2 separate regions of the Mus musculus genome follow, and region 1 is linked to region 2. The links are chromatin contacts, called in public ChIA-PET maps. All regions are on one chromosome and are shown on one strand. The core of a region is the stretch at or near the end of the contact, and the rest is flanking DNA. Distances in the headings are between cores, read along the strand shown. Region 1 overlaps Atp2b1 (ATPase, Ca++ transporting, plasma membrane 1). Region 2 has its middle 25 kb from the start of Gm40750.

The links. ChIA-PET counts read pairs in DNA pulled down with a chosen protein or histone mark.
Region 1: an RNA polymerase II ChIA-PET map of memory CD8 T cells shows a contact between it and region 2, with 19 read pairs. The contact joins two enhancer-like sites. A contact is called at or near these places in 1 of 484 Hi-C or Micro-C datasets (bone marrow-derived macrophages) and 3 of 115 datasets of contacts at active chromatin or transcription factors (CD8 T cells, bone marrow-derived dendritic cells and memory CD8 T cells).

Annotation. Positions count from the first base shown.
Region 1 is chr10:98,956,509-98,960,457 of GRCm38.p6, reverse strand. The region is part of intron 1 of Atp2b1 (ATPase, Ca++ transporting, plasma membrane 1); the gene reads right to left. Among named protein-coding and RNA genes, the nearest start is that of Atp2b1, 43 kb to the right of the region's middle. Within about 2 kb of position 1,572, at least 35 of the 459 cell types and tissues checked have an H3K27ac peak or open chromatin away from gene starts, as enhancers often do. A contact at or near this core is called in memory CD8 T cells, where this site is marked.
Region 2 is chr10:98,779,938-98,783,546 of GRCm38.p6, reverse strand. No RefSeq gene overlaps it. Among named protein-coding and RNA genes, the nearest start is that of Gm40750, 25 kb to the left of the region's middle. Within about 2 kb of position 1,501, at least 72 of the 459 cell types and tissues checked have an H3K27ac peak or open chromatin away from gene starts, as enhancers often do. A contact at or near this core is called in memory CD8 T cells, where this site is marked.

The DNA.
Region 1 (3,949 bases), core at 323-2,822, 180 kb before region 2:
GTAATGTTTGTAGGGCTCTTAAAATGGGCCCTGCTGGGCTCCACCTCAGAAAAGTCTTCAATTGATGCAGCACACAGTAGGAAAACATATTTCTAAATTCTGGGATGCTAGGGATGATGATCCTGCTGTCAATTTTGTAAGTCACTATTTTATGAGACTGTGACCTGAACTTTGACTCATGAACTAACTGTTGGATGTCCATCTTGATCCAAAAGTTCCTGGACTAAATAGGCAAATTACTCATTCGTAATTTGCATGAATAACTCAAAGCAGATTATTTTCTACAAATATTTTGTGAGCTGGTACTCTGAACTGTTTTGGTTTTAATACCAAATACACTGATATTTTTCTACTTAAGTCTCATATTTCACAAATACTGTGAATAATTTTCTACTTTCAAACTAAAAAAGTTTAAGCACCTTAAGGCATTGATTTTAACAAATTTAACAAAATGCTTGAATTACATAGCTACCTTCTATTCATACCTCTAAGATAAACTATACTTTTCCCCCCCAATTCTGTTGATCTACTTAGGCATCTTTCATTTTTACAGTAAGATTCTTGGTTGCAAAGGTTTTTGCTTAGGGGGGTGCTTTTGAAAAGCTCCAAAATAAAGTTAATTTTATATAATCCTGTGCAATTTACCAAATATAAGAACATACTATACCTCCGGTTAAATATGAGAACCAAATGTTCTATCATTTTCTAGTCTCTCTGGTGCTGAAATTTTCAGCTTCAGTCAAGGAAGAGATTTCTAATTTAAAACAGTGTTTTTCCCTTCTGTTCAGGAGCTAAGAGGCACCATGAACACTTGAATGTCACGCCAGCTGCTCCGCCGGCCTACTCAGTGCTCAAGAGCTTCTAGCCTGTCAATTCACAAGAGCCTACACGTACATGCTTAGGGAAACAGGATGCTCATTATGTCACCCAACAGCCTCACAAAAATAAAGCCGGCAGTCCTGAGGGAGGCTAACTCTTTTCTGCAAACTGACATGAGCTTTCTGTCTCACTAATTGAAAACTCTGTAATTTCAAGGATTTGGCCCAGCACTTGAAAACTGAGCACCAAGCCGAGAGGATGAGGCCCTTGCCCGTGTCTTCCTTTCTACTGCATTTATGGAGTCTGGTTGTAGATGGTCTTTTGCAATCTCTAGCTATAGGTACTGAAGAGGAGCTTGGAAAAAAAAAAATCAATACTCCCTTTCATGCTAGTTCAAGTAATGTGGCTGGAAAATAAACTATATTTTAAGAAGATATTAGGCAGCATTTGATTTATGGTTAACTCAATAAGTGCAGAGAGTCTGGGCATCAGAACTGTGGCACACTCCATCACATCACCAATGGTCCTCTAAGCTCTTCCCGCATTCCCAATCTTTCTCCTCTTACTCCCCCACCCCCACCAATTGCTGGCCTTCCTTTGTTCTGACCGTAACTAAAGGCCAGTGCCACCCAATAGGGTCATCACCTGGAATTGCTCTATTTTCAGATTTCCTCTCTGGCACAACTTCTCTGATTAGTTTACCAAATCTTGTCACGTGTTCTGACTTCTAAGGCCACCAGACTCCTTAGCAATACTAGCTTCCCTCAAAAGCTAACTTCCCCGTGTCTTTATGTATGACTTTCTCTGATCTTCCTACTAAGCCCATCTGGTTAATTACTGACCCCTGGAAGACACAAGCCATCTGGATTAAAAAAAAAAAAAAAAAAGACATCTTTAACTAATTGAGGAGTTGGGTGGAGAGAGAGAGAGAGAGAGAGAGAGAGAGAGAGAGAGAGAGAGAGAGAGAGAGAGAGAGAGAGAGAAGGACTCAGTATGCATCTCTAGGTATCCTGGAACTTGGTATATATGCTGGCTGGGCTTGAACTTGATGTTCTACAGTTTCTGTCTCGGGCTTGCTTGCACCAACCATACCCACTGAAAAACAAACTAAAACACTTCTTAAGGCTAGACACAGTGACACACGCCTTTAATCCTGGTGTTCAGGAAGCAGGGGAAACAGAGGTAGGCCAACTGTCCTGAGTTCTGGTCTACATAACAGGTTCTAGGCCAGCCAGGGCTGGATGAGACCTTGTATCAAACCAAACCAAAGAAAACCAAACCACAAAGCCAAACCAAACCAAAACTAAAACTACAAACAAAAACCAAAACAAAACAAAAAACCTCTGCCCTCTCCCAAAGAATCAGGTTTTAGTTCATTAATAACTTACATGAGTCACTGTAAAATACAACCGACTGACATCTCATCTTCCCAGAATATTCCTGATTTCTGATTTCACGACTTTCTTACATGATCTGCACTCCTGGAGTAAGCCTGTTTCCTTAATTGCCACTGCAGGACAGCATCTCAATGCCTTTCAGTTAGGTCTCTCACTTGGCTTGCCGATATTCACATACATTCTACCCCATAAAAGACCATCTTTCTTTTCCCTTGAGAAGCATCCATCTCCTGGATTCTCTTAACCCAGGAGCTATCCAGTTTCATCTCCTTCTACCACACCTACTAGAAACATCTGTCCTCAATGCAGCCCCATCCCTGATTCTCTCCTTGAGGTTGGCAACTGGATCCATCCCTGAGCACACACTACTGAGATGAGACTACAGTGATTAATGATCTCAAGTTGCTTTCCAGGCCCCACCATTCTCTATGCAGCTGTCTTGTTACCCAGCATTCCTCTCTTCTATTCACTGTATCACTTAGTTCTCATACACCTCTAACCAAATTCACTGGCTTTTTAAATCTTTACAGCATCCTCAATGAGGGCATCACTGCATGTATTTGCCGGACTCTCTTGGCAACTCATAGAACAACATGGCCTCCATCTGCTACCTTGCTTTCTTGCTCCAGGTTACAGCTGCGGACCCACGTTATCATTTAAATATTCTGCAGTACTTCAAGTGAAATCACCATTATTATACTTAACCCTGTCTCATCTAAACCATTTCTTCCTAAAGTTTCTATCAGTCCCAAAGACATCTGAAAAAAAAAACCAAAAACCAAAAAAAAAAAAAACTTGTCCACGGCTCTGTCCAATAGTCACATACATTCTACCCTATGAAAGACTCTTTCTTTCTTTCTCTTCCTTTAGGAAGCATCCATCTCCTGGATTCTTAACCCACAAGCTTATCCAGTTTCATCTCCTTCTACCACACCTACTAGAAACATCTGTCCTCAATGCAACTTAAGGGCTGTTCACAGTCTACAAAGGAAAAAGACAAGTGTACAAGCAAGGACAAACAAACACGACCCAAGGACTCACAAAGGAAATGGCGAACAAACAACTAAGTATCAACGAGTATGGGGCTTTAAGAACAATTTCCGGCTTCACTGTCTAGAATAGCCCTCACCAGGACCAGGAGTACAGGGTGGTTAAGATGAAAAGTCATGACACTCTGATGCCATCGGGAGCATGGCAACAAGGAGGTGGCACAAGAAACAGCTGGTCTCGTGATAAAAGCATTATTTCTATCTCCAAAGAATTTTACAGAAACTAATCTTCTCTCCTAAAGTACAACCTCCGCCTCCATGACAGAATGCTAAAATAATAGCAGCAGCAGTCACATAAAGGAGAAGGGAAGGGCTGGGAGATAGCTCAATAGTTAAGAGCTGTAGCAGGTGTTCCAGGGGGGACCAGCGCTCAGTTCCTAGGATGCACATAGGCCACCTGAAACTGCCTGCAACTCTGGTCCCAGGGATCTCAGAGCCTCTGGTCTGCAAGCATGTGCACACTCCCCCCTCCCCAGCCCCCACACACATTTACATTAACATAAAGAAAATAACTGAAACTGAAGGTCAATATAGAGCCAATGAGGAAACAAGTAATCTTCTAATTTGTTGACTCTTTCTTTCTGCTATTAATAAAGACAAGTGAAATCACTTTATAAAACTAAAGATATTTGTGCCATCTTCTGAGAAGACCAGAAACAAGTTTAATTTCCCTTCTTAGCATTA
Region 2 (3,609 bases), core at 252-2,751:
GTTAGGCGCAGTGAAAGCCAGCGCCATCTTAGAATGGTGATTGCTCACGGCACGCACACGATTGTTCGCGGCACGGCTCTCCACAGAGGACTGAATTTACGTAAGTGGATTATTATACCTAGTATCCTTGGGTTTCTATTGCTGCAATGAAACATCATGACCAAAAAGCAACTTGGGGAAAAAAGGGTTTATTATACTTCTAGAGCATACTCCATCATTCGAGAAAGTCAGGAGATGAGCTCAAGAGGGAGTAGAACCTAGAAGCAGGAGCTGCTGCAGAGGCCATGGAGGAGTGCAGATTCCTGGTTTGCTTCACATAGATTACTCAGCCTGCTTTCTTCTAGAACCCAGATCTACCAGCCCAGGGAATGGCACCACTCACAATGGATTGGGCCCTCCCGCATTGATCAATGATTGAGAAAATGCCTTATAGCTGGATCTCATGGAGTCATTTCCTCAACTGAGGCTCCCTCCTCTCTGATGAATCTAACTTGTGTCAAGTTGACACACAAAAGCAGCCAGTACACCTAGCTTTTCCATTTTGAAAATCATGTTTTAATTAGTAGAACATCATCTGCATCTTTAAACGGGTTGGCTTATGCATCACCTGATGAAGTATCCACTCGCTTCCTGGAAGTTTGGTCAATTACAGCCTGGAATACAAAGAAGAAAGACTTTTCTTCAATGGTGTAGTAAGTTATGTATGACAAAGACAAAATAATAACAAACGATGATGGATTAAGATGTTCTTGGAGTGTAGAGGGAATCGGTCTAAAGACATGACTGAATTCTACAAAGTATTCAAAAAGTTCAAACCCATGGGAAGTGGTGGCAAAGTTGGTTGTCCTAGTGTTTTTTTTGTTTTATTTTGTTTTGTTTTTGCAAGGATTTGCATTGTTCATGAAGCAGCCATCCCTGAATTTTGATCCAGAACAGTGCTGTGAGCAAAGGAACCCAGCTGTCAGTAGCAATTTCAGAATGTAGTAAATAATTTACTTGCATTTCTCAGAAAAAAAGGCTAAGGGAACACATAACTCTCAAAATTTTCCTCATGGGGTATGTTGGTGGAGGAGGGATATGAAGGAGGGTTCATATTTCATATTTCACTGTAATATGGATAACATCCCTCAGCATAAAGAAAAAGCATGATAAAAAATCTCTTTCTTCGAATTCCATTTTTCTTTTTTATGAGGGACTGCCTCCATGGGCAGCCTCTTCCCTGAGCCATGTCTGCTGGCCCAGCTTGGGCTGATTTTACTTCCCCTGCCCAGTGTCTCCTCCCATTCCTCGTAATTGGCTTAGCATACTTTACAGCTCACTCTTCTGTTTCCTGCTGCCTGTGGTAGGAGGGGGGGGGGGGGCATTGTTCTTTGTTGGCTCTGATGGTTCCCTGTGTCAGAGCTTTGTTTTCTTTTGATGTCTTTCCTCAGGAGATAGAGGTGGAAACAGTTGTACAAAACCATAGTCAGAGGATGCTAGAACGACTCAGAAAGGGGTAGCTTCTGTCTTGCTCTGGAGGAGCAATGTGTCTGAAACCCTACCAGAGGCAAGTCTAGCTCAGGATGCTCTCCCCCTCCTTCTGAATGCTTCAGCTGTGTGGGAACTTTCTCTGTGTGTCTGCGGCTGCTCAGGAAATAGCCTTCAATTGTAGAAACACAGGGTCATGGTTTCATACACTTTGGATGTCATTCGAGAGACAGATTAAAGGCAAGAATATGCACTATCTACACACTGTCTACTATCTCTTAGATACTATCTCTTCTATCTACTTTAATGTTATGCAGCATGGCAGATTTGAGGACTTTCCTTCTTTCCATCTTGTTTGTTTGTTCTTAGCCTCATCCAGGGAAAAGGATATGAGACTTTTTCATATTAATACTCAGGACCATGTATGTACCTATGACAAGAAACCCTTATTGATCACCAAAATGTTACATTTCCTTAAATCCATCCAGTGAATAAATAGGCATGAGTATGAGTATGTTGTCAAATAGTTAACAAGGCTCTACTTCAGTGTTAGATGACGAAATGTATATGTGGTTTTGTTAATGACATGGAGCACAGAAAATAATTTAATTGGTATCATAAAGGTCCCATCTACGTCCTTTTCCACCAAATTCATCTCCGAATCAGAAATGCTAATAAGCTGGAAATGGGTGGATGTGCGCTTTCGCCAACTCTTGTTTCCTTGCTCCCATAGCAGAAACCGATGGCTCAAACTCCTGCAGACGATTCATTCTAATTTTTTTATTGAATGAAAATGAAATCTGCCTGAATCAGAGCACAGACTGATGCAAGGACCACAGCGTGTGCTGTTCTTTATAAGCTGTGTATCTGGTCTCGGCATAATCATAGAGTGGCTAGCGATGATTCATCTAGAAGACCTATTTAAGGAAGGAAGAAAAGTCCCGGGCTTGAGAATGACCCTAATCAGGTGCTGACAATTGTGTGTTGAAAGTTCTATGTAAAGCCCAACTTTCCAACCACAAAAAGGGGCATGTTTTTGTTCAACATTTTGGAGTGTAGAAATTAAGGGAAAGCTGATCTAAGATGAAAGGCCTAGAAATAGTTTTAGCTTTCATGGTTGACACAGGAAAAAAAAATCTATTGAGCAGATTAAACAAATAAATGTCAAGTCATGTGTTTAACTTGAATTCTCATGAGGATTTGTAGTATTTGTCAGATGATTCTAAAGTTTATTTCTGATATTAGATAGATAGGCCAGGTCATAAGGCCTCAACTGAAGAGCCCCATCAGATTCTGCACAGGTAATGCTTTCTGCATTTCCCGTGCATCCACATATTTTAATCCCTTGGGTATTTCTTGCTTTTTTTTTTTTCCTCATTGTGGTTGTTTAACAACATATGACTATTTCTTTTCTTTTGCTAGGCATTGTGTTAAGCTTGGGGATATAAAATATGTCTCCCTTCCTTAAGTTTCTAAGACAAGAAAATGGACTTCAATTGTACAGTGCCCCTAAGTGCTGAGACAAAAATAAACCCAGATGCTAATTGAGACTGAGAAATCTCTGAAGGCTTCCAGGAAGGACTGGCTCATGGGCTGAGCTTTTAAAAAGTAATGTATTTACTGAGATGAAGGAGAGGCTGAGAATGTGGTTGATAAATGTGTAGATTCAACATCCAGGCAATCTGGTTCTCTCAAGCCTCGGGTGTGTCCATGACTGCACATAACCTTAGGCAAGTTACTCAACCTCTCGGTCTCTCAATTTCCTCCAACGGTGCTATCCTTGATCCTTTCTAAGGTTGAGAGGACAAAAACAGGAGTCTACATTTTGAAGGAATCTGAACAGTATTTGTGTCTCATAAAAGTGTTATATAAGTGTGATGGGGAAGGAAAGGGGGAGGTGATAAGTATTCTAGAAAGGAAATACAGCTTGGTCAGTGGTCCCATAGGACATGCATGACACATTCAGAAAATGATAGGGAATAGACTGTAGGCCTCATTGCTAGGAAGTTCTAAAGAGATAAGGCCACAAAAATTGACAGCTTTGGTGAAGAATGTGGTTACTATTCTAGATACCATGAAGATCACAGACATATTTTAAACAAGAGATAAAACTAGATTCACATTTTAAACAATCTGGTAGTT